Regions from separate parts of the Ovis aries genome. Here region 2 is linked to region 1. A link is a contact called in public Hi-C data. All regions are on one chromosome and are shown on one strand. The core of a region is the stretch at or near the end of the contact, and the rest is flanking DNA. Distances in the headings are between cores, read along the strand shown. Region 1 holds the start of ATG16L1 (autophagy related 16 like 1). Region 2 overlaps GIGYF2 (GRB10 interacting GYF protein 2).

Region 1 (3,924 bases), core at 564-3,063:
AATGTGGGAGACCTGGGTTTGATTCCTGGGTTGGGAAGATTCCCTGGAGAAGGAAATGGCAATACACTCCAGTACTCCTGCCTGGAAAATCCTATGGATGGAGGAGCATGGTAGGCTACAGTCCACGGGGTCACAAAGAGTTGGACACAACGGAGCAACTTCACTTTCTTTCTTTCTTTCTGGTGGAAATACAGGTTTTCTTCCCCCAACTTTCCATTCTTATTAACAATGCTGATGGCTTCCTCTTTGTGGTCATTTGTCCAAGCATCTGTTGGATACATTCCTGTAAGGGGAATTGCTGTTCCTGCAAATTCGTTAACCTGTTTTAATCACAATCTTGTGTGTTGGGGGGTGGGGGCGGGGTGGAAATCAGCATACTCAGCTGTCTAGAGCTGAGACTAGGCTCTTTTGAGATTGGTACCACTGTTACACATAGAGGCATTTTTGGTGACTTTCAGAACCTGCTTCTTCATTTGCTTCAGTGTTAGGAAGTCCCTGCTATTTCTGATCCCCATGGGTTTTTCCCACTCAGTACTGGCTGCCAACGAAATATCTTTGTGGCTCTAGAACTTTAACTGCCCTACTCCTGAGCGCCACAGGAGATCAAAGGCTTTTTTATCTGCTTGTGAAGCATCTTCCTCTGAACTTTGTGACAAAGAGAAGGCAGTTTCTGACATTGCTTTCCTCTCCGCTGCCTCCTACTTCATCCAGTTCCAGTCCAGGTAATAAATTCACTGACTTGCTAAAGGCAGATGGAGCTCAGGTTTCTACTACAGACTAGGTATTCCATTCTACTTAGCTGACACATACCATATTCTCCTGAGACATCCATCTCCCATTTTTGTCTAAAGGCAAATCGTCTTTTTTTTTCTTTCAAAATCCTGCTTGTATCCCCACCCTTAAAATACCTTCTAAGGACCCATTTACTTTTAGGTCGTAGACAATTTCTAGGCTTCTAACGATTATTCACATTTTCTTTACTTGTTCTTTGCAATCCATTTCTTCATTGCAAAAAAAAACAAGTCTTTTTCAAGACTAATGCGATGCTCTTGCTAAAGCAACCAAACTTTGATTAAGACTTAGAAAGAAACGGAGTAACTAGGTAAAGTTAAGCTTACCATGCACAGGCAGTGTGAACTGCATTATATCGGTGCTACTTTTAATCCTCACGGCAATCCTGTGAGGTAGGTATCATTCCTTCCCCGTTTAGGGGCCGTCCCCATTTCACCTGGGCTTCTCACGTGGCGCTAGAACCCGCCTGCCAATGCAGCAGATTTAAGAGATGCAGGTTTGATCCCTGGGTTGGGAAGATGCCCTGGAGGAGGAAATGGCAACCCACTCCAGTATTCTTGCCTGGAGAATCCCATAGACAGAGGAGCCTGGCGGGCCATAGTCCATAGGGTCGCCGAGACTGCAACACAACTGAAGAGCTTTAGAGCGCGCGCAATTTTACAGATTAGGAAGCTGAGGCTTAGGAAGGTTGTCACTTATCCTTGATCACACAGTTACCACGTGGGGAGTTTACTTATGCTCAGTAAACTGACCTGAAGTAAACAGGAAAAGCAAGCAAAGGGGACAGCAGGTGGGCGGAAGCCGCCCTTTCACCGCTTCCTTCCCCAACCCCTGGACCAAACCTCCAAAGTGTCCCGCACGCCTCCCAGCGGCCACATCTCTGCCACAGGCACTTCCGGTATCGGGATGATGTCATCAGCCAGCGCCTCAAGTCAGCGCCGGACGCCGGCGTGCGCGTGGCGCGAGACGTCGGATGAGAAGGCGGGCTTTCCGGCTCGGTTCAAAGCTATTTCCGTCAGGAGCCGGAAGTCCGTCCCGGATGGCTTCGGGGGTGGCCTCTGCGTGGAGCTGATCGCAGGGGCCGCTGGCCTTCCCGCGCACGCTGGTTCCCTCATGGTGCGGGCCGCGGCCGCCAGTCTGCGTTCGGATCGGCGGCGCTGACGCGCCGGGGCAGCACGCGACATGTCGTCGGGCCTCCGCGCCGCCGTCTTCCCGCGTTGGAAGCGCCACATCTCGGAGGAGCTGAGGCGCCGGGACCGGCTGCAGAGGCAGGCGTTCGAGGAGATCATCCTGCAGTGTGAGCGGCGGGCGGGCCCGGAGGGCGGGCAGGCCCCGGGGGCGGGCGGGCGGACCCCGCCGAGGCACGCGGGGCCGCCAACAGGAACCCCAGGCAGAGCCCCGGCGCCTCTCGAGCGCCTCGCTGCCGCCCCGGGTTCCCAACGCCTGGCACAGCCCCATGCCTTTTGTATCTTTTCCTCTTTTCCGTTTATCCTTGGGTGTGACTGTGGAGGGTTTCCCTGCAAGCTTTGGATTTTCTTCGTGGGCAGGCGCCGTGCACGTTTGTATGTGTAAATCCCAGCTGCTCCGCACACAATGCTTGTGTAATTAAATAGGCAGCTTCCAGAAACGGGCTATTTCGGGCATCGTGTTACTGAAACGGGCACTGACTTGAAGCATTAGCGTAGTGTTCTGAGTATCACGAAGTGTTTGCCTTTCATTTCTCAAGACCTGTCCTCACACTCCGCCTTGGTGTTCTTTGTGACACATCCTGAGTCTTAACTCACTTTTTAGTTGGGACTTAGTAGGCTTTACTGTTACTGAAAACTTGGATATGAAAAAGGTGGCCCACACCCACCGCCACCGCAGCAATTTGAGTACAAAAATGTTTGTGCCCTTCAGTTCAGCTCAGTCATGTCCTAATCTCTGTGACCCCATAGACTGCAGCTTCCCTGTCCATCACCATCTCCCAGAGCTTGCTCAAACTCATGTCCATTGAGTCAGCGATACCATCCAACCATCTCATCCTCTCTTCTCCTTCTCCTCCTGCCTTCAATCTTTCCCAGCATCAGGGTCTTTTCCAGTGAGTCAGTTCTTTGCATCAGGTGGCCAAAGTGGAGTTTCAGCTTCAGCATCAGCACTTCTAATGAATATTCAGGACTGATTTCCTTTAGGATGGACTGGTTGTGCCCTTAGATGCCTTCTAATGAGCATTTGCTTACCTCGCCCCTCATTTTACCCTAACTGATGACAAATCTGGGGGGAGAAATGGGCACTCTTGGAACCTCTGGTTCCAGGTCTGCCCCTTGAAATATGCCTTTTAGGTCTCAAATTCTGTTGATGATGAGATTCAATGTAGTAGTAGTTAATATCCTTCATTGAGTTCTGATCATGCTAAATTTGTGGTTCCTACACGTACGTGCAGGTTAGAATCAGATGGGGATCTTTTGAAAAATTAGAAAGTCCAGGCCATACCCCAGACCAACTAAACCACAGGAATGGGGTGGGACACAGGGGTCAGTATTTCTTGGTGCTCCCCAAGTAATTCTGATGTACAGACAAGCTTGAGTGCTGCAGTATTTGGTGTGTATTGTTTCACTTTCTTTCTGAAAATTCCCTGAAACAGGTCCTGTTGCCCTTTATACAAATGAGGAATCTGAGACCGAGAGAGGTTAGGTAATTTCTCCGGGTAGCACGGCAGAGTAGATAGGGCCTGGATTAGGACCCAGACTTGATGGCTCCTAACTTCTTTGCATTTTTTGCTTTTCTCACATGGTTCCCCAAGAAATAGTCCTAGCTGAGCTCATCCTCTTAACTAAAATGGAAGGAAAGGGAGATGATGGGTGTGCCACTGTTGTGCTAATTCCTTACACTCTTAAGAGACTGGCAGCCTGGTGCTATTTCAAAAAGCCAGAAGCACAGGAAACTCCTTATTCAAACGTGACTCCTCACAGGTTACATAAATTCAAGTCGCCAGGTATTTCATCACATGCTTATTCTTTAAAAGCTGATACACACCAAGTCACATTGAGTTGGCAGTCTCACCACAGTCCCCTTACCAGCCTCACCTACCTGCATCTATAAAATCGGGGTGAAGCTTGCCTTGCCTGCTTCATAAATGCAGTGCTGGGCGTA
Region 2 (3,924 bases), core at 498-2,997, 430 kb before region 1:
TAATCAGGAGATGGCAGAATGGTTTCAGGCTGGCTATTTCACTATGTCTTTGTTGGTAAAGAGAGCATGTGATGAAAGCTTCCAGCCTCTTGGTGATATCATGAAAATGTGGGGAAGGGTTCCTTTCTCTCCCGGACCAGCTCCCCCTCCACATATGGTAAGTAACTTATGCCTCACTCGGAACACAGTAGACCCAGAAGCACTTGCTCTAGATGTTACGTCTCTTGAAGAAGAAACTGTAGTTCCTTGAAAGTAATTGACCAGATGACGATGGGAAGTCTGACTCAGCCTACATATGTAGCTATAATGATCTTTTAAAACTCAGATGTCTGTGCCTGTCCTCCTCTTCCTTTCTGTCTCTCTCTCAACACACTCACACATACCCCACACTCATTCTAAAATAATAGAATCCTCCACTAGCTTTATCAGTTCAGTTCAGTCACTCAGTCGTGTCCGACTCTTTGTGACCCCAGGAATTGCAGCACGCCAGGCCTCCCTGTCCATCACCAACTCCTGGAGTTCACCCAAACTCATGTCCATCGAGTCAGTGATGCCATCCAGCCATCTCATCCTCTATCGGCCCCTTCTCCTCCTGCCCCCAATCCCTCCCAGCATCAGAGTCTTTTCCAATGAGTCAACTCTTCACATGAGGTGGCCAAAGTGTTGGAGTTTCAGCTTTAGCATCAGTCCTTCCAATGAACACTCAGGACTGATCTCCTTTAGAATGAACTGGTTGGATCTCCTTGCAGTCCAAGGGACTCTCAAGAGTCTTCTCCAACACCACAGTTCAAAAGCATCAATTCTTCGGCACTCAGCTTTCTTCCCAGTCCAACTCTCACATCCATACAGGACCACTGGAAAAACCATAGCCTTGACTAGACAGACCTTTGTTGGCAAAGTAATGTCTCTGCTTTTGAATATGCTATTTAGGTTAGTCATAACTTTCCTTCCAAGGAGTAAGCGTCTTTTAATTTCATGGCTGCAGTCACCATCTGCAGTGATTTTGGAGCCCTCCAAAATAAAGTCTGACACTGTTTCCACTGTTAGCATGTGCTAAAGGAAGAATATTTTGTCTTGGCCTCCCTACCAGTTCATGCATGTTTAGGCTCCTTACCTTTCCAAGTTCATTTCAGAGCTTTTACCTTTATCTACTGTGCTTCAACACAACTGACTTAGAGTTTCTCATTGCTTCTAGTTAGAAGGCCCATTCTCCCCTCCATTTATTTACCTTTTTAAAAAATACGTGCCTCTTTGCAACCCCATGGCCTGTAGCCCGCCATGCTCTGCTGTCCATGGGATTCTCCATGGACAGAGTGGATTGAATACCGGAGTGGCTTGCCGTTTCTTTCTGCAGGGGATCTTCACAACCCAGGGATCCAACCCCAGTCTCCTGCATTTTAGGCAGATTCTTTACCATCTAAGCCCCCAGGGAAGCCCTTTTAAAATATGTTACTGATATTTAACTAAAAATTGGATCATAATGTAACCCTTTTAGTATGCTGAGGCTGGAGACCTTTGAAGGGGAAGTCTTTTTTGCAGCTGCTGCTGGGCCTCTGCCTGTTGAGTTCCTTTGGATCTGTGCCTCACTTTTCCATTTTCCAGGTTGGAGTGTCTGATTGCTGGCCATAGTCTTAAGTGAACATAGTCAGAAATCTTTAGTCTGAACACTGGATTTCTACAGTAAGACCCATGGATTTATTCACCAATTATGTAATTGAGGATCTGTGCCAGGGCTGTGTTAGGTTCTTATGAGAGAAAGATGAGTGAGTCATTTGCAGCATCTGTAGCCAAGAGAGTTCATAAGTGAGAACAGTGGCTGTCACATTGTTTTGACCGTAGCAGATAGTAAAAAAACAGAAGACTTTCGTATTACTGCTTCATATATTCATTAACTTGCGGATGTATCTGAAGTAAGTTTCATGAAACATTTGGTGCCGTGTACATATATTCTTTCTGTTTCTTCTCCCCCCCCCCCCAGTATGTAAATGTTTATCTTGACCCAATAATTAATTTCACTGTCCACTGATGGGTTGAGACCTCCTATAGTTTGCAGAGCAATGAAGAGTCCTAGGGAATTACCCTGACATTTCTGTTGTAAATCCAGAAAAAATTCTTATATGATTGTATGTAAATTGTACTTTTACCATCTACTCAGAAATTGGGATGCGTTTTTATCTGGCACGTTTGAGAGCTGACAGCTGGCCTCTTGGATCTTGGCGTGCTAGCTCTAATCCATTTCCTAACTCCCAGTTATAGGGGATGAGCCTCAGTCAGACCCAACTAAGGGGAAAGACTGTGGGAAGCTCTGCTTCCTGTCAGGTATTGCCTTTGCCCTTAAGTTAATTGTCGACTAACCTACTGTAGCTTTTATCCATGAATAGTTAAATGAGAAAGAAAAATGTCCTTGAGTTTCAGGTGAACCTCACTCAAAGGAGTCATACATCAAATGTGTTTTTCTGGACTGTAATCAGTGTGCAGTAAAGATATAAACCGTTCATTAATGATTTGTCTTAATTTTAGTCTGTGTCACCCTTATGCTTTAATTTCTATCTTATATTTCACCTTTCATTTTTCCCCTACTTTTGTCTTCCACAATTTAAATTCCATCCATGTTATTTTATATATAAGCTAAAAAAGTTTTTTCTACCCCTTACTTTTAAACTTGTGATGTATTAAAAGCAATAGAAGCACCTCTAATTTTTGGATAGAGAGTTAAACAGTTGTGAAAGCTCTTTTATATTCCATTTAATTTTAAATGTCTCATCCTCTTTAAGAAGACATACGTTGGCTCCCTGTATTTGTTAGTGCTACTGTAAAATTCTTACCATAGCATTTAATTTTACTCCATTCTGTTTTGTCCTGCTTCTCTAGTTTTTACATAATCTCCAAGTTTATAAATCACTTCTAAGATTCAGAGAACGGATTTTTTTTAAATTATTTGTTTGGCCGTGCCAGTCTTAATTGTGGCACTCAGGATCTTCAGTTGCAGCATGTGGGATATAATTCCCTAACCAGGGATCAAACGCTGGTCTCCTGCCTTGGAACGTGGAGTCTTAGCCACTGGACCACCAGGGAGGTCCCTGGTTATTTTTTAGTTATAGTATGAACTCTGGATTACAGAAAAATGTTCAGCCTCAAGGGCTAGAGAGAAGAAGAGCTAAAATAGGGACCCTTTTCCCACCTCGGGGAATCTCTTGAAGTGCCAACACCACCTTCTTCCACTAGATGGCACTGCTTCGTTTCTAAAGGTGCCTGACTTTTTTTTTTTTTAATAGTTAAGTGGGGCAAAAGAAGTCTAGGAGTACTGAATGTAAGTACTAAATGGCTTTTAGGCTCTTTCAGTTTATTTACTGGTATTTCTTTCCTCCACCCCTTCGTTCCCAGGGAGAGCTGGACCAGGAACGACTGACCCGGCAGCAGGAACTCACAGCCTTGTACCAGATGCAGCACCTTCAGTATCAGCAGTTCCTCATACAGTAAGAGCAGTAATGTGGTAGGCTGCCCTGTAGCGCCAAAGGGCCTTCAGATGCAATATGCTCCCAAATTTCATCTTTCCAGCAGAAATCTAAGTGTATGGGATACTTCAATCATCCAGCTAGTGGCATAGTGCCACTATACATCCTAAGTTTGGTCTTAGCTTGTTTCTTGAATATTGGAAGTTTGCAGAAGGTGACACGTAACTAATTTTGCAATGTATTTAACTGCTAAAGCAAGAATCAGTGATTTTAAAAATTAATTGCCCTCTGGATGGCTCAGCTTTGCCACAGAGAAAAAGTAGATGAGAAGGCAGAAAAGAAGTAGAAGTTTACGCTATTAGTAGTGGTATGGAATCACTTAGATTGTGAGTCCTTTTCGTGGAAGAAGTAAGATTTGTTATCATGTGGTGCAGAGGTTGGCAGACTGAATGGCTACCTGTTTTCCTAA

What was found. Hi-C and Micro-C count contacts between places; a contact is called where the count stands out from the background.
Region 2: a Hi-C map of tail adipose tissue shows a contact between it and region 1, with 5 times the contacts expected there. The contact joins the enhancer-like site here to the promoter of ATG16L1 in region 1. A contact is called at or near these places in 4 of 16 Hi-C or Micro-C datasets (blood, hypothalamus and tail adipose tissue).

What each region holds. Positions count from the first base shown.
Region 1 is chr1:7,728,294-7,732,217 of ARS-UI_Ramb_v3.0, reverse strand. It overlaps ATG16L1 (autophagy related 16 like 1), which reads left to right and starts at 1,813. Exons shown (of 17, transcript XM_027967482.3): 1 at 1,813-2,089. The coding sequence starts at 1,975. LOC121818846 (a long non-coding RNA gene) reads right to left here and starts at 1,696. Exons shown (of 3, transcript XR_009596487.1): 1 at 1,119-1,696.
Region 2 is chr1:8,160,289-8,164,212 of ARS-UI_Ramb_v3.0, reverse strand. GIGYF2 (GRB10 interacting GYF protein 2) reads left to right here. Exons shown (of 28, transcript XM_060399252.1): 14 at 1-157; 15 at 3,385-3,476. Among named protein-coding and RNA genes, the nearest start is that of KCNJ13, 30 kb to the left of the region's middle. Within about 2 kb of position 1,747, at least 1 of the 54 cell types and tissues checked has an H3K27ac peak or open chromatin away from gene starts, as enhancers often do. A contact at or near this core is called in tail adipose tissue, where this site is marked.